2 separate regions of the Sus scrofa genome follow, and region 1 is linked to region 2. Evidence: chromatin contacts called from public Hi-C data. All regions are on one chromosome and are shown on one strand. The core of a region is the stretch at or near the end of the contact, and the rest is flanking DNA. Distances in the headings are between cores, read along the strand shown.

What was found. Hi-C and Micro-C count contacts between places; a contact is called where the count stands out from the background.
Region 1: a Hi-C map of retroperitoneal adipose tissue shows a contact between it and region 2, with 2.6 times the contacts expected there. The contact joins the enhancer-like site here to the promoter of FBXL22 in region 2. A contact is called at or near these places in 2 of 5 promoter capture datasets (fetal liver and liver), 8 of 47 Hi-C or Micro-C datasets (alveolar macrophages, blood, embryonic fibroblasts and 4 more) and 2 of 2 datasets of contacts at active chromatin or transcription factors (alveolar macrophages and skeletal muscle).

The regions. Positions count from the first base shown.
Region 1 is chr1:108,526,263-108,533,281 of Sscrofa11.1, forward strand. No RefSeq gene overlaps it. Among named protein-coding and RNA genes, the nearest start is that of USP3, 14 kb to the left of the region's middle. Within about 2 kb of position 4,004, at least 14 of the 83 cell types and tissues checked have an H3K27ac peak or open chromatin away from gene starts, as enhancers often do. A contact at or near this core is called in alveolar macrophages, fetal liver and retroperitoneal adipose tissue, where this site is marked.
Region 2 is chr1:108,408,962-108,415,173 of Sscrofa11.1, forward strand. FBXL22 (F-box and leucine-rich protein 22) reads right to left here and starts at 2,976. Exons shown (of 2, transcript XM_021094142.1): 1 at 2,448-2,976; 2 at 1-383. The coding sequence starts at 2,953. The coding sequence ends at 38. USP3 (ubiquitin carboxyl-terminal hydrolase 3) reads right to left here. Exons shown (of 16, transcript XM_021094102.1): 16 at 5,397-6,212.

The DNA of each region.
Region 1 (7,019 bases), core at 2,754-5,253, 120 kb after region 2:
AGAAAGGGCATTTCCAAAGGGCCTTGGCCAGTGTGTCTCTGGCCCTGAGGGTGAGGGGAACAATGGCCTGCGAGGGCAGAACACTGTGGGCCAGGGAGGCTCACCTATTGTGGAGACACTCACATTTGCCCAACAGCCTTCTAATTGTACCTTGGTTTCCAGGAGCAGTCATCCTGGAAAGGAGTGAAGGGGACAGGGTTTAGAGCGGTACAGAGACAGGTAGGGTGGAAACAGAGCAATGTCCCCACATGGCACTGGTGTTCTCAGTATCTGTTATTAAATGGGTGTTTGGATACATTTCAGTCTCCTGAGACTTTGGGCAGGGCTATCAGCTCTCCTTAGGGCCAAGTTCCCTTCAATAGGCTGACCTACTTCTATCTGCACCCCATCCCCACCAGCCTGTCCAAATCCAGCTCCCTGTGAGAGGGCAGTGGTGTGCGATGGAGGGTGGGGTGATACTAATATGCAGATTTGTCACTGTGGAAGGATTTGAATGCCACAGAGCTACCTTTCCCTTGGAGGTGGGATCCTGGACTAGGATCTGGGCACTTGAATGGCTTTTGGAAACTGTGGAGTCCAATTACCCTATTACCCATGAGGAGACTGATGCCTAAAGAGGCCAAGCTAGTACACAATGTATATGCATATCTAATCACCACAATGTACACTTTTAATATCTTATATTCTTGTTAATTATACAGTAAGAAGGTTGAAAAAAGAAATTAAAATTAATTCTAAAAAAGCCCTCCGGGAAGAGAATCCAGATCTCCTGAAGTCCAGACCAGGGTTTCTATCCTGTTTCTTTATGATAGCTCCATAAAGACATCTTGGTGTGGGAGTTCCTGCTGTGGCTCAATGGGTGAAGAACCTGATTACAGCAGCTCTGGTCGCTGTTGGAGCTGCAGGTTCGAACCCAGCCCAGCACAGTGGGTTAAGGATCCAGCGTTGCTGCAGCTGTGGCATAGGTTACAACTGTGGCTTGGAAATGATCCCTGAAGCTTGGAACTGATTTTGGTGTGGTATCATGCAGGTACTATGACATGTCCAAAAATGATAAATCTGGATTTGACTAGAAAGTATGACTCTTACTTGTTTTAATCTCAAATTGGAGCTTCATCTTACTCCTTGCGTGACTTCTTGTAGCTTCTTGTTCCTAGGGAAACTTGTGTAAATGGTATCTAAATTCACACTCTGATAGACTCTGGGAATGGCTTTGTGGAAGACCCAAAGCCTGAGAATTTGGGCTTGATCAGCCTGTTAATTTTGAGTGCTGGGCGGCAGGCAGACAGGCAGGCAGGCAGGCAGGCAGGCATGCAGGCATTCTCTCCTCCCTTCCCTAAAAGATCTCCATCCTAAGTCCAAAGGAGGCAGGTGTGCCAGGAGACACCCCTGGGAGGTAGCTCATGGCACCTCTCCCAGGAAAAGGAACAAAGGAGTAAAAAGTGGACAGTAAGCCATGTGAGTTCCAAAAAAGCACAAGTAAATGAAACTGGCATGGGTATAACCAATGAAAAGCCTAAAGGAAAGTCAAAAAGATTATGAAACTCACAAGGGAAAATGCATTCACTCATTCAAGAAATCCTTAAGTGATCACTTAATTAAACCAGGTATAGTTCTAGGCACTGGGAAATCAGACCAAGAATGATACAGAGATCCATACAAGTGAGTGAGAAGAGGAAAACTCAAAGTCATGGAAAGCGTCTTAGCTAAAACAGAAATCGAGATTAGAGGAAGACTGTGAGAGGAGTCAGATCCTTAAAAACTGCCTAGAAATTTCAAGAGGGTAACATCTGCACATATAACATTTTTTAAAACCTAGAAGAAAGGAAGCAGAAAGAGATGCATGAAAGCTACTTTGTCCCCCTAAGGACTAAACCACAGGGTTTGCATTGCATGCTGGGATAATTCATTCACTCTGTAAGTACTCACTGAGCACTTCCTACTTCTCTGGCCACACCAGGCTTTCTGCTGTTCCCTGCCCTCCCCCACTCTGCCTTTAATATTTCAGTGTCCTCTTCTTCTGAGGGCTTCTCTCAATGAATAACACCATTTAGTAGATACACAAACAAACCGAAAATACAGTGTCAGGAGAAGTAAAAATATCCTAGTGAAGACCCTGTCTAATTCATCTTTGTACCCCAGCGCTGGGCACATGATACACATTTAGGAACTGTTTGATGAATGAAGGAATATCATTGCTAGGCACTGAGGAAGCCAAATTTTTCTAATAACAAATGTTAGCCTAGTTGCCGTGAGCTGTGGTGTAGGTCACAGACATGGCTCGGATCCCGAGTTGCTGTGGCTGTGGCGTAGGCTGGCAGCTGTTGCTCCTTTTGGACCCCTAGCCTGGGAACCGCCATATGCTGCGAGTGTGGCCCTAGAAAAGACAAAAAAAAAATAAAAATAAATAAATAAAATAAAATAAAAAATAAATTAAAAAAATTAAAAAAGAGAAATGTTAGCCTAATCACAACTCCGTAAAAAGTACATTTTAAAAATGTTTTAAAAATCTACTGAAAGCACTATCAGTGGTTGAATGATGGAATTATAGAAGACTTTTTTCCTCTATTTCCCCCATTTTGTATAGTGCAGCAACATTGTTTTAGCCCTATCCCCACCCGGCTTCCTCACCCTTGCAAAATTATGAGAATTACAACTTATTACCTAATTTAAATTTTTTGTGCCATATAAATTATGAAGACTGAGAAAACATAATCTGAATTGCATAATGCATAAAATTTATCACCTCATTATTCTGATATGTTCGAAGATATGCATGATCACTTATGGCTAGGCATAAACAACCGTTCTCATTTATCACTTTGATTAGTATTACTTGAAACAGCCGAACCGGGCTTTTTTTCCTGGGGAAGAGGAGGCAGGAATTGGGCCAAGGGGGATGTGACTCTGTTGCCTCACTTTTCTGGCAGAGAATGTCAGGACCTGGGGACTCCGAGGACCTCCGGCTGACTGATGTGCAGGCCGGTGATGGCAGCAGAGCAGGCAGTACCCAGGGCTGCTTGGGCTTCACGAGAGAGATTTTTCACCCCAGTAGCAGTGGTGCTACCACCCCAAACTCTCCTTTCCTTCCCCTCCTAAGATATGCCTTCTAGATTTGAGAAAACCCACAAGGATAGTGCCTAAAATGTCATCAATAAAAATTTATTTGGGGAGTTCCCATCATGGCTCAGGGGGTTAATAACTCAGCATAATGTCCGTGAAGATGTGGGTTTGATCCCTGGTCTCAGTGGGTTAAGGATCCAGTATTGCCATAAGCTGTGTGTAGTTCGAAGTTGTGGCTTGGATCCTGTGTTGCTGTGGTTGTGGCATAGGCCAGCAGCTGCAGCTCCAATTTGACCCCAGCCTAGGAACCTGCATATGCCACAGGTGCTGCCTTTAAAAAAAAAAAAAGAAAGAAAGAAAGAAAAAAAAGAAAAAGGAAATGTATTTGGGCAGTAGAATCACTGCCTTCAGAACATTAGCAGAGGGCTAAGATGTTCATTCACATGACAAATATTTATCAAGAACCTACATGGCACCAAACATAAACAAGGCGGTATATGTATATGATGTCATTTCTTCCTGCATCAACATTATTTAGATATTATTATCCCCTATCACACAGATACTGAAGCAGGCTCAGGAAAGTTAAACAACCAGCCCTAGGCCACCCCTTTAAGTAAATGGTGGGAACTGGGTGGAGCCAGGAGTAGAGTAGGAGGGAGAGATCCAAACTCAGCTCTCTCAGAGTTGGGAAGTCACTGTCCCCACACTTTGTATTGCAACACAGCAAAGATTTCCAGGCTTGGTGTTTAAGTCTGTGTGGCCATCAGCAACCACTCTGGGTCTCAGTCTCCTTGTTTAAACACAAAGGGCTTGAGAAATATGTTTTCCAAGTGTGCTTCCAGCGCTGGGCTCCTCGTTACGGGGTTCCTCGGGCCTTTGTAAAAGCTCTGCTGGAGATGAACCCTCCCTGGTCGCTAGAGCAGAGCAACAGCAGGGACTCAGCGCTCTCCAGGGATCGCCCCCTAGAGGACACTGGTGGTGCTGCGTGAGCCCTCTCTCTCACAGAGGGTACTTGCCACTGACAAACCAACATAATCACACGATTCAAATTAACTTTAATGACCGCTTTACCTTTTTTAAAAAAAATGGATTTAGAAAACATTCTCACAGTCCTTCCCACACTCACCAGGGCAATGCTGCTGGAACATTTAATGATGGGTGCATTTGCAGCCTGAAGACCTACTGGTTCTATGAGTCATATTTTAAAATTAGATTATATGTATGTACATTTTTTGACCATGCCGGTGACATGTGGAAGTTCGCCCGCCAGGGATCAAACCTATGTTAGAACATCGACCCAAACCGCTGCAGTGACAATGCCAGATCCCTACCTTACTGTGCTAGAAGTGAACTCTAGTTCTAGTAAAATTAGATTATATTTTACTTTCTACACCTTGGTTTCTTTTAGGCCTTGTGAGGCCACATATTAATCCAATGTTTATTTTGCAGGGTTGCCAAACTGTGATTATCAAATGGTATATTTATCTCTACTTAGTTATTTTTAGTATAATAGTAAAGTTTTGGTTAGGTCATATATGCATGTGGTACAACATTCAAAAGTCAATGCAGAGATTTCAGTAACTATCATGAGATCGAGAAATTCCATTCCTGGGTCTATACCCCCCTAAACTGAAAACAGGTGTTCAAACAAAAACTTATTATGCATGAATGTTCATAGCAGCACTATTCACAATACCCAAAAAGTGGAAACAACCCAAATGTTATCAACTGACACTAAATAAATGAACTGTGGAATGTCCATATACTGAAAATATTACTCAGCCAAAAAAAGAAATGAAGTACTAACACATGCTTCTATTTTTTTCTTTCTTCTTTTTTTGTCTCTTTAGGGCTACACAGGCAGCAAATGAAGGTTCCCAGGCAAGGGGTCAAATCAGAGCTGTAGCCCCCAGCCTACACCACAACTCACAGCAACACTGGATCCTTAACCCACTGAATGAGGCCAGGGATCGAACATGCATCCTCATGAATACTAGTCAGGTTTGTTTTCACTGAGCCAAAACGGAAACCCCCCATGCTTCTGTTTGGATGGCCTGTAAAACATTACGCTAACAAAAAGAAGCCGGACCATTTACATGAAATATCCAGAAAAGATATATCTATTTCTTTTTTTTAATTTTTGCTTTTTAGGTCTGCACCTGCAGCATATGGAGGTTCCCAGGCAAGGGGTCGAATCGGAGCTACAGCTGCTGGCCTACACCACAGCCACAGCAATGTGGGATTTGAGTCGCAGCTCACAGCAATGCTGGATCCTTAACCCACTGAGCAAGGCCAGGGATCGAACCCGCAACCTCATGGTTCCTAGTCGGATTAGTTTCCGATACGCCACAGCGGGAACTCCCATAGAGATTTTCTCATCTGTAGATTAGTAGTTGCCAGGGTCTAGGGGAAAGGGAAAATGGAAAGTGACTGCTAATTGAGTATGAGGTCTCCTTTTGGAGTGATGAAAATGTTCTAACTGGATGGTGGTGGTGATTGCACATTGTAGATGCCCTAACTATTGCTGAATTGCACACCTTAAAATGTTTAAAATGAGGGAAGTTCCCGTCGTGGCTCAGCAGAAATGAATCTGACTAGTATCCATGAGGATGCAGGTTCCATCCCTGGCCTCACTCAGTGGGTTAAGGATCCGGTGTTGCCATGAGCTGTGGTATAGGTTGCAGCTGCGGCTGGGATCTGGCATTGCTGTTGCTGTGGCATAGGCTGGTGGCTACAGCCCTGATTAGACCCCTAGCCTGGGGACTTCCATGTGCGAACGATGCAACTGACAAGGCTTAATCTCTAAAATACACAAACAACTTACACAACTCCACGGCAAAAAAACCAACAACCCAATTGAAAAGTGGGCAAAAGACCTGAATGGACATTTCTCCAAAGAAGAGATACAGAAGGCCAACAAACACATGAAAAAATGCTCAACATCATTGATTATTAGAGAGATGCAAATCAAAACTACAATGAGGTACCACCTCACACCAGTCAGAATGGCCATCTTTAATAAATCCACAAATAACAAATGCTGGAGAGGGTATGGAGAAAAGGAAGCCCTCCTATACTGCTGGTGGGAATGTAAATTGGTACCACCGCTATGGAAAACAGGATGGAGATACCTCAGAAAACCATATAACCCAGCAATCCCACTCTTGGGCATATATCCAGACAAAACTTTCCTTGAAAAAGATACATGCACCCCTATATTCACTGCAGCACTATTCACAATAGCTAAGACATGGAAATAACCTAAATGTCCACTGACAGATGAATGGATTAAGATGTGGTGTATTTACACAGTGGAATACTACTCAGCCATAAAAAATAACAAAATAAGGCCTCTTGGGAGTCAAAACACAAACATGGGAAGGGTGGAGTCCTTCATGTCTCAGAAGCCAGATGTTGATTCCTGAGGAAATACTGAAAAATTGATTTCCTAAACTAAGGCTTCCCGAATAATTTTTTTTTTTTGGTCTTTTTTTTTTTTTTGCCATTTCTTGGGCCACTTCTGTGGCATATGGAGATTCCCAGACTAGGGGTCCAATCGGAGCTATAGCCACCAGCCTACACCAGAGCCACAGCAACGTGGGATCCGAGCCATGTCTTCGACCTACACCAGAGCTCATGGCAACGCTGGATCCCTAATCCACTGAGCAAGGCCAGGGATTGAACCCACAACCTCATGGTTCCTAGTTGGATTCACTTCGCTAACCACTGAGCCACGACAGGAACCCCCCTGAATAATTTTTGATTGATAAAGCAAGTGCATCTTAAATGCCAGATTTCAACAAAGTTATGGATTTGTTTTGAGAGATTTCCTAAATTTTATTTCCCATCTCTTTAATTGAGTTGTAAACTCTGCTATCATCTTTTTAATTCCAAGAGTTGTTTGTTTTCCAGATGCTTCTTAAAAAAAAAAAAAAAGTATCCTGTTCTATTTT
Region 2 (6,212 bases), core at 1,726-4,225:
CCCGAGGCGGGTGTCCTCCCAGCGGAGAGGCGCCCAGCTAGCGTTGCAGCAGTTTGCGGAAAGCGGCGCCGGGCGCTTGCGGGCCGCGCGGGGGCTGGTCTGGGATCATGGCTGCGCTGTGCTCGGCGCGCAGCGTCAGGCGCGGGCACGCGGCGCGCAGGCGGCGCAGGCCAGCCGCGCTCACGTTGCGGCAGAAGTCCACGTGCAGCGTCTGCAGCGCGCGCCCGTGCGCCGCCACGGCTGTCAGCGTGCGGTTGGTGACGCGCGCGCAGTTCTCCAGGCGCAGAGCGCGCAGGCGCGGGCAGGAGAGGAGCAGACGCACTAGGCAGTCGTCGGTGACGTGACCGCAGCCGGATAGCGTGACGGATGCCAGGTTGGGGCACCTGCGGAGAGAACGCGGTGACCGCGGGCCAGTGCCGAGGAGGGTGCGGTTAGAATGCTAGCGTGCGCCCCCTCCCCGCGCCACGCCGCTTCCCGAAGTTCCCTGAGGTGGTTGGTGCGTTTTCCAACTCTGGGAGACCAGGCGTATCAGAGACGAGAACTCTGCAGTAACGGAGCCTGGATCTGAACTGGGGCTTTTGTCCCGTTTCTCCTTCCCTTTCTGCCACTCGCCCCGCCGTGCTTTAATCTGCGTGAGCTCTTAGCCTCAGGAGACCCCAGTGGAGACCCAGGTCCGTGTCCTGCTGTGAACATAGAGATGCTGGTTCCAAGGAGGAACGACTGTAGCTGCTTTGGTTCTCTCCTCACCTGTTGCCTTGGGTAGGGGTGAAGTAGGAGTTGGGGGAGGGAGAATAACGCCTACCGGTGGGATTGTTGGAGGATTAAATGAGATTTGGGATGTCTGGAGCCTGCACAGGGACTTCTATAGGCAATCAAAACCCATGTTTCCTGGGAGCGAGCAGGACCAGACTGCTTCCTGTCAAGAAGAACCTGACTGGTGGGCGCTGGCTTTGGTTTCCTGTAGCCAGAGGAAGCTGGAGTCAGCCCCGGGGAAGGGGGGGGGGGTTCTGTTCCCCATCAGCCTACCCCATTGCCTTTTGACTGAACTTGCCTGCACCAGCTCAGCTCCCTTTGCCTGAGGAAGGAAGGAACTGAAATAGGTTGAGCATGGCCACATCCACACGCTGAGTGCGTCGCATCTGCCCAAGTTGACACGCCTTCCTTATGCTTCATACCAACGCTCCACCCCATTTTGTGAGGAAACTGGCCCAGAGAGCTCAAGTGACTTGCCTGTGACTTATTTGCTGTCTGACCCAGGACAAATGTCTAAACCTTACTGGGGCCCCTCTTCATCTGACAAGTGTTACCTTCAGGTTGGTTGTAAGGACTAGGTAGGTGTTTAAGCCCCAAGGGTGTTAAGTGATCCCTTCCTCTGAGAACCTTTAGAGTAAGCCTGATGCAGGAAGACACCAGAGAAAGAGCCGCCTCCATCCTGGCCCAGCCATCCTCACCTGTTCTTCCCAACACCCCCTCCCCAGAAGACTGCCAGATCTAGAATTGGTGGATACTTGGCAATACCCACTATGTGCCCGTGCTACTGTGTCATTTAATTCTTTTAGCCTGCAAGATAAGGCAATTTATCCCACTTTATGGATGAAGAAATGAGGTTGAAAGAGTTTAAATATTGGGGCTGGGGTCACATGGACACTAGCAGAACTGAGGGACTCGGAGGAGGACCATGACCATCAAGTCCTTTGCTTTTTTTTTTTTTTTGGTAACTCTGGGGACACTTGGTGTGCCCAGACAGTGGCCTGGGAAGGCCAGGCCACACCTTGCTGATTTAACTGGGCTTGAGTTTTTATTTGCTAAAATCTGGCAGCTTTAGACTTTGGGGCAGATCACACAACCTGTCAGAGCTTTGGTTTGCTTATCTGAAAACTTAGGCTAGAACACTTTCTCCTTTGGGTAGCGTGAAGATTAGTAAGTTTCTAGGAAACCATAATTTATCACCACCCCTATTTCCGGAGCCTAGCTTGGTTTAGCTAACTCAGAGCTGAGCCCTCTAAGCTCTCCTTCCACAGCTGCATTTCACAGGTCTTGGGGTTTGCTTGCTAGGGGCAGGGTGGAGCGGTGAGCTGACTGCTGAATCTAGGAACCTTTTCCTGGGGCCTGACTTTGAAAAATCAAGGCCCAGCTGGACCCACCCAGCGTTTAATGGCTGCCAGGGAGGACAGCTGGCCCAAAAGATGGGGACAGCTGAAGCCGAGTTCTTCCTCTTTGCAGAAGCAGCTCTAGGACCTGTGAGGCTAAGGGGAGGCTTGGTGCCCATTTCCCCCATCTGGGGACTGCACTGTGGCAGGGCCTGGGAGCAGGGGGTTGCCTTGGGCCTAGTCTGAGGCTCTCCAAATCGGAGCCATCCTCTTGTGGTTTGCTCTTCCCTGCCCCCCAGAAGCCTCATAGAACTCCAGATGCCAGAGCCAGCAAAGCCAGCACAGGAGGTGGCCTACCTGTCGCACACCTGGAGGAGGAAATCATTGACCAGGTTCTCATGCCGGCTGCAGATGCTCCTCTGGAGGGCGCTCTTGAGCCAGTCCTCAATGCTGCACACCTGCACGCGGCTGGAATGCCAGCAGATGGAGAGGCTCCTGAGGGCTGGGCTCAGGAGGAAGTTGTCCTTCTTGAGTTCTGTGAGGGAACGGAAGTGCAGCAGGGGCCAGAGTGCGGGGTCCTCAAACACGTCCTGGAGCTGGGGGCAGGTCCTGGCGAGGTTCTTCCTGCTGTCCTTGTCCAGGAAGGAGAAGAGGTGCAGCAGGCACTCCCGGTTGAGCTGGGTGATGTGCATGGTGTGCAGCGGCCACACAGAGTATGACTGGAGCCCGGGGACCTGACCTACCTCCTGCTGCTCCTCCCCAGCTCTGGGCTGGTGGACATATATGGTTGAGGAATGGTGTTTATTTTTGGCCAACAACTGGTGCTGCCGCTCTGAGGAGGGGGGAGGTCCAGGCCCAGACATACGTGCAGCAGTGTGTGGCTCGGCTTATGTTCAGAGGAATTGAAGATCTTGGCAGAGAAGCAGCGTATTGAAGTTAAATAGCTTCCTTAAAAGGGATTTCTTTGCTTTTAGCTGACAATGGCATTAGGCAGAGAGCTCTTTTGGCGTTTTCATTCGTGGTACTGGCTAGACCACCTCCGTCTGGGCCTGCAAGTCTCTTGTCACTGGGAAGGACTCTAATTGCAAACAGTGTCTGTTTTTATTTTCTGGGACATCAATAGGAGTCTTTTGCTCTGCTCTTTGTAGGAAAAGGTTTGTCTATAAAGAGCAGTGTGGTAGTTTTGTGCTCAGAGATGTAAGCAGAAGGCATGGGTAGTACCCCTTTTCTGTTACTTTTGCTCAGTAGTGACACTTTCCAGGCTTCAGAACTGCCTTCAAATCCTGCTGCCCTCCTCCAGGCACAGGGATTTCCTCGGTCTCCCATTTGCCTCTATGTATACCCTTCGTTTTTTCCATAAAGGGTTTGTCCTCAGTAGCTTCTCTCTCCAAGATTCTTCTGTGTATATATGTGTCACTTTTTAAACTTCGGTTTACTTGGCTTTAGCCTTTAAGAGTTGTGTCCTGCTGTATCCAGCCTGTATTTTCCAAAATGTCAGGGTGGTTGAGGTAGCTCCTAATACAAAACTGCTTGAAACAGTTTTAGGTTGCTGTACTTCAGTCTGCGCTTGCCCATTGAGCCAGTCACACACCATCTTCCTTGTGAATGCCCTGAGCTCCTGGCGGTGAGCTGCTAGCCAGGCTTCCTGAAGGTTTTTTTTATTCTCTATTCAGGATCTGAGATTTCTCAATCCATGAAGCATTTTCTAATATCACTTCGCTCCCGATCCTTGACCAGACCCCACCTCAGTTTTCCTCCTGCGAAGGCCTCACTCTGTGTACCAGTTGGTTGGCTTGGTGGGTTAAGTAATGAGACGAGGAAACCGGTCTTCCTCTGCTAGACCAGGGAGCAGCCCCTCAGTGGTCACCTCCATTCCTTCTCCCACATAATGGGAATTGGAAGGAGGGGGAACACTTTGTTTTGCACGTGGGTGGAGTAACACAGATGAAACACCTCTTCTGAGGCTAAGGCTCGGTCAGCCCTGGTGCAGCTTGGCCTGTGAAAGCAGAATGCAGCCAAGGGAAGAAGGCAGCCATTGGCATCAGCTCCCGTGCTCTGAGGAGTCCATCACAGTCACCCCACCACTTGCCAAGGTGAAATGGAAGGTCTGACTTTCCTTGAAAACAACATAAACCAAGAAACAGCCAAAAGGAAGAAGTGTTTCTCAAGGAAAGGACAACTAGGTACTGCTCTTTCCAGCTCATCATCGTAGTTGTCCCAGCTGACAGCCAGAGTCCCTCTTCCAGCTCTAGTTAAACGTATCCACACCAGGGGTGCTGCTGTACCACCGGTGGGTTTAGTGGAAAGCCTTATTAGCCCCCTCCCTCCCCAGTCCTTCACAAACCCATCCTTTTCAGAGGGCTGAGCCCTGGAAGTAGGGCATTCTTTCACCTTCTTAAAAGACAGAGCAGTGTTAAGTGTACTGTCTGTGGGGGAGAGTCCTTTTGCTTCCTTGTGGTTTCCAAGTTGCACTCCTGCAGCGCTGCTCAAACAGTGAAAGATAGGCAGGCCTCACATTCAGAGCCTGGCTCCTTCGCTGAAGCATCCCAGGATATGGGGGGGGGGGCACGTGCATGGCTGCTTTTGGGGAGGGGTCTGGCTCAGGGCCAGGTGTTGTGACCACAGCTCCTTCTTTTCTGCCCATGTGGAGCTCGGCTGCTTGGCTGCAACAACAGCAGCTGCACAGCTGCCAGAAGGAAATGTGTGATGTGGGAACTGGAGGCAAAACCATTTGGGCTGCAGGCGCCTCTGTCTTCAAACTTTAGAAGGCTGATAGGAACCGGCAAATAAGTAACACGGAAAAACAGTGGATGTGGACACAGGTGGTTCTTAGTTTTTTTGGTTTGCAGGGGACATGGGGCAGAGAGGGAGTGTACAGTTTACCGCAAAGCAGAATTTTTTTTTTTTTTAAAGCAATGGCACTTGTTGACCTGTTTTGACTTTGAAAGGTGATTCTTTGCTCAGAGCCCCAAACCTGGTTCTTCAGGGTAGTGTCTAGCTGTGAAGAGGCAAGTGGACCTCATTTTAATAAAATCAGTGTCACAAGGGAAGACAGGATGAAGTTGCCCAACACAAGTGAGCTCCCTTAGTGCACCTGAGTGCAGGCACTAGAGGAGCTCTCCCGCCACCCCCCTGCCCCTCCAAGTCAAGCCATCTGGGCCCACATGCACCAGCAGCCCCAGCTGGCAGGGGGTCTGTAAAAACCTTCTATTACCTGTTGGCTGGCTCAGAAGGTTCATAGCTTAAGCAGGTTCATTGTCACCTAACTTTGCAACACTGAAAGGTGTTCAGAAATAATAGTCAAAAGGAAAGAGACCAGATCTTTAATGATACTTTCCATAAAAAAGATCGGGTTGGTGAAGCAGAAAAGGGGTATGGTTACAACTTAAATGAAATTGGTCACTGGCACAGTTAATCTTCTCAGCATCGGACAAACTAGGTCTTAGTGAACATAACTGCATCACAGCACGACTCGAAGAGGGCAGTCTGGAGTCCGTCGCCCTCAGACCTGAGGGGGAAAGGCATGCACCCAGTGAAGCGATGCTTAGACCTTGGACTGCAGCATGACGCCAGCACACACCCACCCCTTCCTGTCACCTGGGACCCATGCCCTGGCTGCAGGCACAGACTTTTGCTCATGAGTGTCTCCAGAGCCCGAGTGAAGAGGATACTTCAGCAACAGGGGGACGGTGGAGGTTGACGTGGGCCAAGTGTACTAAACAGACTTAGGTACACACTAAACCAGTGAAGGAGAGGCTTGGCTTTAAGAAGTAAATGTGTGCCCAGCCCCAGAAACCAAGCTGCTGAGTAGGTTCCAGAGGTGAGACACACATTTAATACAACCAGGGAGGGCCCATACACTTGCCCGGCTTAGTTGTGTTACATCTGGATCACTAGACACTGAGTAGAATCCAGTGGATAAGCACAGGTTTCTCCACCATGGAGAGAGATTTGTGTTGCCACAAACTGTTTCCATCCCCCACCTGTGCGGGAGGACTTGTGAGAGTTCTCCTGTTCCTGTTCCGAGGAGCCCTGTGACTGTGACTCGGCACAAGGCCCTGCCTCAGCGCTGCTCTCTGAACGAGAAGCCACCTGCACACTAGAGACAACACAGCACGCGGG